2 separate regions of the Hordeum vulgare genome follow, and region 2 is linked to region 1. The links are chromatin contacts, called in public Hi-C maps. All regions are on one chromosome and are shown on one strand. The core of a region is the stretch at or near the end of the contact, and the rest is flanking DNA. Distances in the headings are between cores, read along the strand shown.

Region 1 (6,551 bases), core at 3,292-5,791:
TATATTGGAATAAATACAAAAAGGTACACGGCTATATTATATATACTTTAACAATTATATATACAGTAGCAAAGAGCAAATTGATAGTCATAAATAAATGGCTATGGACTAAGTATACCTTGAGATCAATCAATTCAATGTTTCCATTCTCAGGCCATGAGGACGGGGGGCGGCAATTCTCTATAATCAGTGGTGCTTCACTAGGAATCTTGCAATACTGATAAATACGCTCAACAGAGATGATTCTGTTCTCTAATTTACAGAAGCTCAATATCCACCTTGACATCCGAGCATTTAAGTTGAGTCCATATGTGACAGCAAGCCCAGCCATGCCTATCAATTGGAAAGCTTGTTCAGATTGAGAAGCATATTTTATTGAAAAAATATGCAAGCTTTGTAGTGCGCCAAACAAATGAACTGTTGGGTAAAGCAAGATCATAAAATGCAAAAAAGAAGGGCATGTGAGGCAGCAGATAAGACATACTTGGTTCAATCGTTCCAGGAGGAAAGCTCACAAGTATTGCCATGCAGAAAGCAAACACAAAAGTCGAGAGCAATTCCATTCGCAGGCAGAGCCATTCAATAGCCGCAAGGCTGGAAAACAAAGGCCGAGCAAAACAATCAAGGAGGTAAAGATTTCTTTTCATGAATCTTTTCTCCTGGCCAAATCCTCTGATGGTAGCAGCACCAGCAATTGACTCGCTAAACAAATGGATCACAGGAGACTTCTGAACACTCAAAATCCTAGTCAGCTCCCTTGATGAAGCAATGTAATATCTCTGCAAGTTCATGGTAGCAAGTTTCAATACAGGCCTCGTGCTTTGAGAATGAGCTTACTTCACAGGTTTCAATATTTTCATGTTGAGCATATGCATCTGTTTTCTGGTTAACTGGCTAGTTAACTGACAGAGGCAGCCAAATTTGTGTGTACATAGTTCTTTTATCAATTCATTTAGGTGTAGCTACCCTTGCTATCTACTCCCTCCGTCCCAAAATAAGTGTCGTTGATCTAGTGCAAAATTTGTACTAATTTAGTACTAAATGTGCGACACTTATTTTCAGACGGAGGGAGTACTTTATTTGCATCACGATCTCCATTGAAGAAATTAAGGATCGCAGGTTAATTTCAGCACCAAAAGAAACCTGAAAGTTTAGCAATTTACCTGCATCCACATGCATGCCATAGCCATAGGAACTATAAGAAACAGAACTTGCCATGTGACTTTGCTCATGACAGCAACGATTCCAAGGAGTTGGATTGTTGTTGATGCAAATCCCCCTAGCCTGAATGCTATATCAAGGTCCACAACACTTTGATCTACAGAAACCTGATATGAAGTATGATTGAAGAAGTTTAGGAGCAAATTAGAAAAGCAGCACACGGGTGTCAAATAGAAATTAGGAGCAAGAGCATGATCTAAACTTACTCGATTCAGAATCCGTCCAGATGGTGTAGTATCGAAGAATGACATTGGCGCCCGAAACACACACCTTAGCATTTTTATAAATAATTTCTGAGCAGCTGCTAAACCAAATGTAGCTACAAGAAGGCTTCTCACAAACACAAACAATGAACTCCCAAAAGCAAGGCACATATAAACAACAAGAAGGACCACGCTACTTGTCTTAGGTGTATCTCCTTCTGTTTGTGGGTTTGCCCATGCCATCCACCAGTTACTGGCAATCTGAAGAACTTGGAACAGGGTTTGCGCCAAGACAATGAGCGGTATCAGTGAACCTTTGTAGGCTTCCCCCATGTATGTCAAATAAACATTTAAGCTAACTCTTCCTCGCTCCCTCTCCTCTTCCTGAACAGTACGCTTCTTCTTACGTTCTTCACTCTTTTTTTTGTCCTTAATTCCACGTGTATTAGATGACTTCCCATTTTCAGATACTTTATTTTTCAGGTTATCGATATTGCTAACACTTGGTATCAATCTTTTGTTAGGAACAGAAGGAGCAATATCTCCATCAGAATCTTCGCCAAAATCCATGGTCTCGATAGCTTCATTATGAGCAGAAACCAGAGCATTGAAATCGGTTCCAGCTTGGAGAAGATCATCATATTTTCCAGCTTGGGTGATACGACCATCCTTAAGAACCTGTGTCATGATTAAAAAAAGCACAAATGAGTGATCAAGGGCCCATTAATCTATGAACAGTCTAATGAGTAGAAGTTTCATGAAGAATCTGATTTGTTATTGTCATCAAGAAACAAACACGTCGAATTGAACAACTTAATAGGCTGATAGAAATTTGAAACAGCATATCCATGTACATTAGCCACTAAAATGTAGTGCTTAGATTGTGAGAAAAATGTTATTACCAATATCAAGTCAGCAGCTGGTAGGAACTCGACTTGATGGGTTACATAAATTACTGTTTTGCTAGCTAGTGCCCCCAATATATAGTCCTGCAGCGCAAAACCCAGACATGTTATGAAACAGAAGCACCTTTAAAAAAATAGGATAAAAGGCAACATCGGCACCGACCTTAAATAGATCACTTCCAGTATGAGCATCAACAGCACTGAAGGGGTCATCAAGCAAATAAATATCAGCATCTTGGTACAGTGCTCTCGCAAGCTGCACTCTCTGTTTCTGACCTCCACTCAAATTAATGCCTCTGTCGCCAATGATGGTCTGATCTCCATACTGGAGCAACTGAAGATCTTTCTTCAGGGAGCAAGCCTCGAGTACTCTCTTATAACGCGGTCTGTCCATTGGAGTGCCGAAAAGAACGTTCTCCTCAATATTTCCAGACTGAATCCAGGCAGTCTGAGAAACATATGCTGCTGTACCACTGACCCTAACCTGGATAAGGAGCAGAAGGAAAATGTAATTAAGCCGTCATTCAAGTTAGCATCAACTCTTTTCTTTTATGCATGTACTTACTTGGCCAGACAGCCTGGGTATCTCCCCAAGTATAGAGGACAATAGACTTGATTTGCCAGAACCAATCACACCACAGACTGCTACTCTCATGCCTCTTACCACACTAAGTTGTATACCATAGAGTGTAGGGGTTGAGCAAGATGGGTTCCAAGAGAAATTGCCATCCCTGATATCGATTGCCTTGTCTGTACTGCCCTGTGGAACACTTATTGTTGCATCATCCGGCAGCTCTTCTTGCCGCAAGAAGTGAGACAACCTGTCCAAAGACACCCTCGTCTGAGCTATCATGGAGATGAGATCAGGGAAATTCCTCAGAGGCTCTTGAAGGATCCTAAAAGTTGCTAAAGCAGAGAGAACACCTCCGGCAGTGAGCTCGCCACCAAGCAATATACAGGTGCCGAAAGTTATGACCGAGACAAAGATTGGCGAGCTCCAGAAAACAAACGTAACTGCGGCCTGTGAATACAAAGCCCACTTGAGCCACCTGCATTCAACGTTCCTCATCTCTTCAAGCATTATCCTGTACCGGTCCTCCCACGCCTGCAACTTGAGAATTCTCATACTCTTCAAGCACTCTGCAGTCTTGCGCATACGCTCATCCTTTGCTGCCATTAGCTTATCTTGGTAGTGCTCCTGCAGCTTCGCCACAGGAACCGAGGCAGCAATCGACAGCGCAGTGGCTATCAATGTCGAAACGGTGGCGATCCCGACATTCTTGTAAAGGATGGCGAGCGCAAGGATGATCTGCAGTGGAAGCATCCATATGTCATGAAAGTACCATGCATAGTCCCCCACCCGCTGCACATCAACGGCCATGTAATTCACAATCTCACCGCTCGTATGGCTCTGCTTTGAGGCATTCGACAGCCTGAGGCCCTTCCTGTACACCATGGCCGTCAGGCCGGACTTGACATGGATCCCCATGACGTCCACGCCCAGGTACCACTGGCGAGCAGTGAGCGTCTCAATCAGCTTTGATACGAAAAATACGGAGGCAAGGATGTAACCTTCATGGGGGAATGCAATTTTGCCACTGAGGTAGTCCACAAAGTAGCTGATCAGGTAGGGGCCGACATAGGACACGACGGTGTTCACCGCGGCGAAGCAGCCGTTGATGGCCGCCTCCCGCCAGAAGGACTTGAGTATTGCCCATGCCAGCGATGGCTCCTTGTCAGGGCACTCGATCCGCTGGCGCTCATAGTGACTGCTCATGGCCTTGTAGCAGAACTTGGCACGATCCTTGTGAGCCAGCAAGGGTATGTCAGCCAGCTCCAGCGGCCTCTTGGCCCCAACCGAGAGCAACGGGCTGAGCCATGAGAGCGTTGCGAGGCTGAGAATCCCGGCATCCCCGTAGGGAGTCACCCGGAGGCAGCCGGGCTCCTCCTCGGCATCTCTGCGCTGGCCGCCGAGCAACAGGGGCTCATGGACACCGGTGTCATCATCACTAAACTCCAACTCGACACCGCTGGAACCCATGACACCAACCAAGCAGAGGAAGCCGAGGGCCGGCAGCGACGCGAAGTTGGCGACCATGTGCGCGTAGTCCACATCATGGTCGGCGCCGCCCATGAGGCGCCTGGAGTCTTCGAAGGCGATGGCGACGGAGAGCGCGAAGGCGAGCACCCACCAGACCCGCACGAGCGCCGGGAACCTGCCGCGGCCGCCGGCGCGCGCCCGCAGCGCGAGCGCCAGCAGGGCCGCCCAAGCCAGCGCCTGCACGGCCGGCAGCAGCAGCGCCTCGGCCTCGACGGGCGGCGCCGCGACCGCGGCCTCGTAGCTCAGCGCGGCGAGCTGCGCCAGCAGGGCGTAGCCGCAGCAGGCGAGGGCGGCCCTGAACCACACGCCCGAGGAGGCGGCGAGGGGCGCGTCGGCGAGGGCCCCATCGACGGCGGGGGGGCGGGGCGGCTTGAGGCAGGAGGCGCAGCGCGAGGCGAGGGCGCGGGCGCCGCGGAGGAGCAGGAGGAGGAGCGCGAGGGCGAGCAGCGCGGCGTGCGCGGCGGCGGCGGCGGCCTCCGTGAGGGGGAGGGTGTGGTGGCGGAGGCGCGGCATTGGGTGGGGGTGGGGGGGATCGGGGGCGTCAGGAGGAGGGGGAGGGGGGCGGCGAGGGGTTTAAAAGGCATCGGGGGCCTCCCACCCGGCCACGGTGCGGTTGCGGTGGCAGGGGGTGGTGGGGGCGGGCGCGGCCGCTCGCGGGAGAGCTCAGGCGGCGGGCGGCGGGCGCAGATGGGAACAAAGGAGGGTTTTTTGGCCTCTTCCGGCTCGCCGGACGAGGCGGGTGACGGGGGAGATTCGGTGGATTTTCCCCCGTCTAAATGCAGCAGTAGCCGCAGCAGCAGCGGCAGCGCACGGATGAAAGAAGGAAGGAACGAACTCGGTCCCGTCCGTCCCGTGCCCGCCCGTCTCCTGCTACGTGTGCGCGGTCCTTCTTCCCCGATCCACCTCGTCGGCGCTGCGTGTCCGCGCGCCCGTGCCGCGTGGGGGGCCGGAGGGATGCGGTGACGGTGAGGAGTAGGTGGGATTTGGGGGGGCGGCGGTGGGAGAGGGGAGAGGGTAGGGGGCGTGTTGGTGTTGGTGCGATTTTCCACTGCGGAGGGGACGGTTTCGGGGTTGCAGACGGGACGAGGCGGCATTTATAGACACGGCGTACAGAGGAAGAAGGAGAGTTGCGGGTGGGTTTTTCTTTTTCCTCTTGCCAAGAAAACATTTTCTTTGGGTCTTCCTTCATATTGCCCATACGTGTACTCGCTCTGTAACCTAATATAAAGAGGTTTAGATCACTATTTTAGTTATCTATAAACGCTTTTATATTAGTTTATAGAGGGAGTAGATGTTATAGGAGTCTTGATACACGTCTCGTATGGTGTGCAAGAGAAATAGACTGTACGTCTACGCCTGGACAAACAGTTAACGTCCACACGTCCGGACTCCTGCCTCGCAGCCCGTGCGTTCGACCTGTCACCTCGCGGTCCCGTGTGCCTTGGGCATGACAGTTGTCATGGTTGCTGAACCGTGTCAATTGTTTGATTAATTGTAGTTGTCATGTCTGAACAATTATAATTACCATGGTTGCTCAACTGCAGTCGTTATATTTGAACAACTGCATTGTCATGTAACACTAGAAAGACATGACAACTGACAGACGTGTTGACGCGCGACGGCAGTTGCACCGAGTTGTCATGTAACGCTGAAAAAGACATGACAACTGACAGGCGTGTGGGCGCACGACGGCAGTTTCATTCTGTTGCCATGTAATGGAAAAGACATGGCAACTGACAGGTGTATGGGCGTGCGACGGCAGTTCCATTCGGTTGTCATGTAACATTGAAAAAACATGGCAACTAACAGACGTGAGGGTGTGTGGGCGCGACGTCAGTTCCACCACACGTAGTGTTGGCAGCCGCGGGATTTGCGTGCGTGAAACAGATGTGTGAGTAAACTGATAGACGTTCACACACCATTCCTTCCTACATAACATAAAATTTATCAAAAACTGTCAAGATTCGTTTAAACACGCATGAACGGTGAGTGGGCGAGTTACAAAGCACCCACACCTATAGGCAATATTTTTTCCCTTTCTTTTTGTTTTCGGGGATACTAGGAGTATTTATTACTCGATCTAGTCTGGCGGACAATTGTTCCTTTCGCCGCTGCACGTGA
Region 2 (6,559 bases), core at 2,341-4,840, 47 kb after region 1:
AGCCCGTTGACTTCATACTTGTACAATATTATATCACATGTTTCATATGCTTTATTATTTCTAAAATATAAACTAAGATCAACCTTATATTTGTTTTTGCAACGCATATAGTTATTTACCACATATTTATTCATCTATTTTACAAAGATTTCCGTAGTAACGTGCGGGGTATCATCTAGTACTAATTAGAACCGTGGGGTCTTCATCAATCTAAGAGCTCCCCAACATCAATTTAGCAATCCCTCCATATCCAGCCTATAAAAAGTCTTATATTTCGATACAGAGGTAGTATATTTAGTAGGCATTCTGTGAGTATGTGCGTGATAACAATGTGAGTGTAAAAAGTCACTTTGGTTGACGAGCTCTACTGAGCCCTATATTTGAAATAGTGTCAAAATGACATTTTAAATTTTAAAATATTACAAAAAAATTAACATGTTTACCCATATTACAACGCGCTCATTTTGACGATGAAAGAAATAAACACGTGCATGAAATAAAAAATATCATGACTTGGAAAGATTAAGAGTGCATATATTATTCACTATTTAGAAATCCAATATGGGCATTCAGGTCCGTTATTGGATATGGACCGGAGAGTGTCTCAGGTCATATCTACATAGTTCTCGAACCCGCAGGGTCTGCACACTTAAGGTTCAGTGACGTTTCAGTAGCATTGAGTTATGTATGATGGTGACCGAAGGTTGATCGGAGTTCCGGATGAGATCACGAACATCACGAGGAGCTCCGGAATGGTCCGGAGGTAAAGATTGATATATAAAAAGTCTCGTTTTGGTCTTCGGAAAGGTCCCGACAATGTATCGGAAGTGACAGATGGGTTCCGGGGGACCATCGGGAAAAAGGGCCAAATTAGGAAGGAGTCCTAATAGGATTCCAACTCCCTTGTTTGGTTCGCCTGAACCTTTTTGGAGCAGGGGCCAAGGTTGCCTCCTCTCCCCTTCCTCCTATACATACTGAGGGATTTTGAGGGCAGCCCCTAACCCTAATTACCACGTGCTGCTCTCTTCTTCCTCTAGATCTGTTCTCCTCTAGATCTGTTCGTTATAGCTTAGCGAAGCTCTGCCGGATCAGCTCCACCAACACCAACACCACAACCACGCCGTCGTGTTGGAGAAATCATCTACCTCTCCGCCCCTCTTGCTGGATCAAGAAGACGGGGATCGTCATCGAGCTGTATGTGTGCTGAACACGGAGGTGCCGGCCATTCGACACTAGATCGGGATGGATTGTGATGGGATCGCGGGACGGTTCGTGATGATATCGCAGGGCGGACTACGATTTAGATCGGGAAGATGTTCCACTACATCAACCGCGTTATATATGATTCCGCTTAGCGATCTACAAGGGTACGTAGATTCACTCTCCCCTCTCGTAGATGATCATCACCATGGATAGGTATTGCATGTGCGCAGGAATTTTTTTGTTTCCCATGAACGTTCTCCAACAACACCTGGGATGAGGTCGGATGAGGATGGCGGGATGGGAACATGAGGTGCAATGAGGGCGACAAGATGGAAATCGGAGAGGGCGACGGGATGGGAACGGGAGGGGGCGACCGATGCGGCGGCCGGCGGAAGGCGCGTCTGAGGTGCCGAGGGCGTACAGGACCTACGGGATGGAGGCGGACGAGGGCGGCGAAATGGGAATGGGAGGCAGGGGCGGAGGGACTCGGGCGGACGAGTGAATAAGGGTGAATAGGATCTGGTGCAGATGGAGGCTTGGGAGAAAAGTATATCTTTGTGGGGCCCACCATAACTAGCTTCAATTAGCATCTCTCAAAAGAATAGGTTTTATGGATTAGTTGCAATCTAGCTTAAACTAGCTCTCATGTTTGTCCATAGATCCAAACCGGGCCATAGTAGTCTAGCCAAATATAAGAGCATCTCTAGTATTCTCCGTAAACTGGTTAAATCCGTAAAAAAACCGAGGTGTTTATAGTTTCGGTCGGAAAAACGACGTGGAGCGGACCCCGTAAAACTTGTTCGATCCGTAAATTTTTTAAGGGGCACGGTAAATCCATCCGTGAAAACCTTATATGTGCAATTTTGGAGGCATTATATAGTTCAATCCGTAAACTGATCAAACCTCGTCGAAGCAAACGCGCTGCCGCGGAACTGGTCGAAATCTACCCGAAACACCGAAATCCGTCGTCGCATGTTAGAAGAAGTCATCCCACGTCTGAATTTGTCGCGCTGGTTTGAATTGCGGCCAGCTTGACCTCCACTGCCGAGACGAGGTCGTCCACGGGCAGGATGGAGGAGGCGAGCGGAAGCCTGAATCAGGGCGAGGCGGCACCGAAGAAGAGTGTGGCAGGGTGGGGGAGCTCGTGCGGCCACGACGGGAAACTTACGCGCAGCGTCAGGGAGTGACGAGCTCAATCAGGGACGGGGAGTGCTGACCTCAATCGGGAGCGAGCGACGCAGGGCTCCTCCACTGAATGCATGGTCGGGAATAGGTGGCGCCAGGACGAGGCGGGGGCGAGGCGGACGGCGCCGGGGCGCTAGGGCGAGGCACGCTATGACCGGAGACAACTCGTTGGGACGAGAGGAAAAAATGAAAAAAAGAAGATAAAATGAAATACAATTTTATTTACTGAATTTGTTCTATCCGGAACAATTTCACATCGTGAAAATGATTGACAATGTTCATTATACGCATTTAAAGTCGGTTTTTACACGATGTGGTAGAGATGCTTTAGGACCCGTTCTTTTGATAGTTTTTATAATAAGCTGAAATAAGTTATTCCTATCCAGCTTATTCTAAAAGCTCAATCAAATTTATCATTTTAAAAACCCACTAATTAAAACTTGATTAGTAGGCTTCTAGAAAAATATAGAGACAATTTATTCTAGAAGCCCAAAAAACTATCAAAAGAACTGCCCTTCATACCGTTGCCGCCCGCAATCCAAAGCACCCGTTGCTTGTAAAGCTGAAAGAAAGCCTGCAAAGCTATTATTTTGGACTGCAAAAGGCGCGCAAAGCTAGTAGAGGGCACGTCCCCCTCAAAAATAAAATAAAAAAACTAGAAGAGGGCACGTGTGGGGCTGCATGATGGACTGATGTGCGGGTGACAAAGCGTGAGCCAGAGTAGACCACCAGCTAGGTAGCTACGCGGGCCAACCGAGCAGGACTGCTGCTACCCTGCCCCGGAAAAGGGCCATGCCCACCAGAGTTGCCGGGTGGGTCAAGAGGCGCACGCACGGCACGGCACGGCACGCAGCTGGCGCCGACTTCCGACGTGGACCGCTTACAGGAATCAGCAACGGACGATGGCGACATGGTCGACGAGTGATGTGATGATGTTTACGGCGAGAGAGCAATTTGGGTTGGGAGCATGCATTAACCTGGCCCGGACGAGCAATATATCAGTCGTTCTTAATGATGCATTACATAATGTTTTGCAATAATTGCCCTGTTTTGGTCCACTGTAGTAAGTAAGTAGTAGGAGTATCGCATTGCCCGTGCAGCATGCAACCAGAATTATTTAGGTAGTGCAACCAAAGGGAAATGTCTGAATAGATATGACGAAAACGGGCGTGTTTTCATGCTAGTACTAGTCACAACGAGGAAATCCGCAATCCACTGTGCAGTTTCCTTGCCGGGGAAGCGGTTTGGTTTCACGTCGGTCCCAAGAGGTGCGGTGCAAATTGGCCTTTTTGTGTTTCGTCGTTGCCGGCATCGCTCTCTAGCGGTTTCAACGCCCACGTACCCATCATTACGTAGCTACGGGCCAAAACCGTGACATTTTTACGCCGCCCAACAAAATCCCGTCAGTTTTTCACAGCTACGTGTGATAGCATCTCTTCATCAGTTATTAAATACTAGTAAGCTTGCACGTGCAATACACGTCTTGAATAATATATATTTTTATTATATTTTAATAATGATGTAATAATCTATTAACCATTTTAAATACAAATATTGACACATTTTATAATAACTACACCAAACATGCTCCTTTCTAAAATTTAAAGTTATATGTACTCTAAGTCTGTTACCATGTCAATATAAACATGATACATTTCTAAACATCTAAAAAGTGCAACAATGCAAATATGTGGTATTGGGTGAAGTGCAACAATATTTTTTTTTAAAAAGAAATGGGTTAATTAGAACATGAAAAGTATTTCTAGTCGTTCTTGTGGCGTGCCACCAAATCTGCACATTTCATGTATAAATTATCTAGGTACGAGAGACCAAATGTCCGCCTCCCAAAGTCTAACCAGAGACCAATCAAATACACAAAAAGGATCCCGGAATTAATAAAGTTCCAACATATAATCTTGTCCATCATTTTTTGCATTATATGTTAATACAAAATTTACAACGTTATGTATTACAAAATTAGTTTTTTATAAAAATGATGATAAACTTTTACCTAACAAATTTTATATACTCTCTTTTCTCATAAAACAGTCTGAAGCTCATTTGTTTGTCACGAGCCAAATTTAAACTGCGCTATTAATATCCCATCTATTTAATAATGGGTGTAATAGTTCGTAACCAATCAATGCGCAATACATGATAACATCACACTACAATATTGATGCATGCACCAGCATGGAAACGGCAAGGACAGTCAAGCAAGAGATAGCAGTGCCAAAAATAGCCATATTTAAAACTACTCTTATCGTGAAGATCCCCCAAATATACAACCTATTAGCCGAATCACCTCTTGCTCCTTCGGTAGAAATCGCCTTCCCTTCTACATTTTCCCATCTCATCCCTGCAACATCTTCTTTTTGTGAGGTATCTCAACAGGAGCTTCAACAACATGACAGATGTTATCCCTAAATGTCCGAGAAAAAGATTTATGTTCCGAAAATTTGGAAAACAGAGCAAAAGATAAATAACAATATGCAAGATAAAAAAATAATTAGTATAACAAAAGAAATGTCACTAGTGGAAAACGGGCCTTTGGCCGGGACCCTTTAGTCCCGGCCTGCCTCTGGGCCGGGACTGAAGGCCCGGCCACGTCGCCCCAATTCTCAATGCCTCCCTCGAGGCTTTAGTCCCGGCCCGTAAGGAGCCTTTAGTCCCGGTTCGTGTCCCAAACCAGGACTAAAGGGCTACGCGGCGGGCAGTGGTGGTGGCAACCGTTCGTATCCCCCTTTAGTCCCGGTTGGTGGCTCAACCGGAGACTAAAGGCCTAACACGTGGCCTGCCGTAGTGGTGGCAACCGTTGGTATACCTCTTTAGTCCCGGTTGGTGGCTCAACCCGGGACTAAAGGCCCAAACGGTTTGCATCCCGCGCCGTTTCGGGTGATGAAAAGCACGAACCGAAGCAGAGTCGCCATTTCTCTGTTCTTCTTCCTCTCTCGCTTCCCCTCTCTTTGTTCTTCTCCTCTCTTCTTCCCTTCTCTTCTTCCACCATGCCAACTCGCTTTGAAGAGGTGCTCGCACATGGCACGACCATGCTCGATGTCGTGTACACGAACGAGAGCAGGGAGATGCCGTTTTTTCTTGAACAGTTGAAGGAACGATGGCTTGACGCCGCAATGGATCATGAGAAGTTCTTGGGGCTTGATCTCGAGTACACGGCCGATCAACGCGGTGTTGCCGTCATCCAACTATGCTTCGCACACCATGTCTTGATCTTCCAATGGGCGAGGTAAGTTTTGAGGCTTTCTTTGATCCAGGATAATGACATTGAAGTTTATTTGTTTCAATCATAGTTGGTTCCCTTCAAATAGTTGTAATGAAACAATTTTGATTAGTTGAAGGGGAACACAATCTAATTGGAATAGTGTTCCATAATCTGAAAAATCGTATTAGAATCAACTAGTGTTTAATATGTTCCATTGGAATCATAGTTGGTTCCCTTCAAATAGTTGTAGTGAAACAATTTTGATTAGTTGAAGGGGAACACAATCTGATTGGAATAGTGTTCCATAATCTGAAAAATCGTATTAGAATCAACTAGTGTTTAATATGTTCCATTGGAATCATAGTTGGTTCGCTTCAAATAGTTGTAGTGAAACAATTTTGATTAGTTGAAGGGAACACAATCTGATTGGAATAGTGTTCCACAATCTGAAAAATCTGATTGGTTCAATATGTTCCATTGAAATCATAGTTGTAGTGGTACAATTTTATGCGGTGTTCTTTGATCCAAGGTTATGAAAATTGCATATATCTAGTGATCTCTCTAGGTTCCATTGGATAGCAATATGATATGTCATAGTCATGAAAATTGCATATAGCCAGTGATCTCTCTAGGTTCCATTGGATAGCTATAGTGATCTCTCTAGGTTCCATTGCATATGTTCTATTTGAATCCTAAAGATAATTTTCTCTTTAGTTGTAGTGAAACATGTTTCCTTATTGCAGCAGTATGTAACATTTGTTCCATTTTAATTTGTTTCTGTTGCAGTAGTGACAAGCATTGTCCAGAACTCATGGACTTCCTTCGCAGCGACATCGCTTTTGCTAGCGTTGATATAAGGAACGACAAGCTGAAGATGAGGTACAGCTTCGGTATTGAGATACCAACTGGTTGCCTCATTGATCTCCAAACGGTATTCAGGCTTCGACATGT

Evidence for each region. Hi-C and Micro-C count contacts between places; a contact is called where the count stands out from the background.
Region 2: a Hi-C map of seedling shows a contact between it and region 1, with 2.1 times the contacts expected there. The contact joins the enhancer-like site here to the promoter of LOC123449859 in region 1. A contact is called at or near these places in 2 of 6 Hi-C or Micro-C datasets (leaf and seedling).

The regions. Positions count from the first base shown.
Region 1 is chr4H:593,204,811-593,211,361 of MorexV3_pseudomolecules_assembly, forward strand. It overlaps LOC123449859 (ABC transporter C family member 13), which reads right to left and starts at 4,542. Exons shown (of 11, transcript XM_045127211.1): 1 at 2,895-4,542; 2 at 2,493-2,813; 3 at 2,327-2,413; 4 at 1,428-2,102; 5 at 1,164-1,328; 6 at 485-779; 7 at 119-333. The coding sequence starts at 4,463.
Region 2 is chr4H:593,253,226-593,259,784 of MorexV3_pseudomolecules_assembly, forward strand. No RefSeq gene overlaps it. Among protein-coding and RNA genes, the nearest start is that of LOC123449859, 47 kb to the left of the region's middle. Within about 2 kb of position 3,591, at least 3 of the 3 cell types and tissues checked have open chromatin away from gene starts, as enhancers often do. A contact at or near this core is called in leaf and seedling, where this site is marked.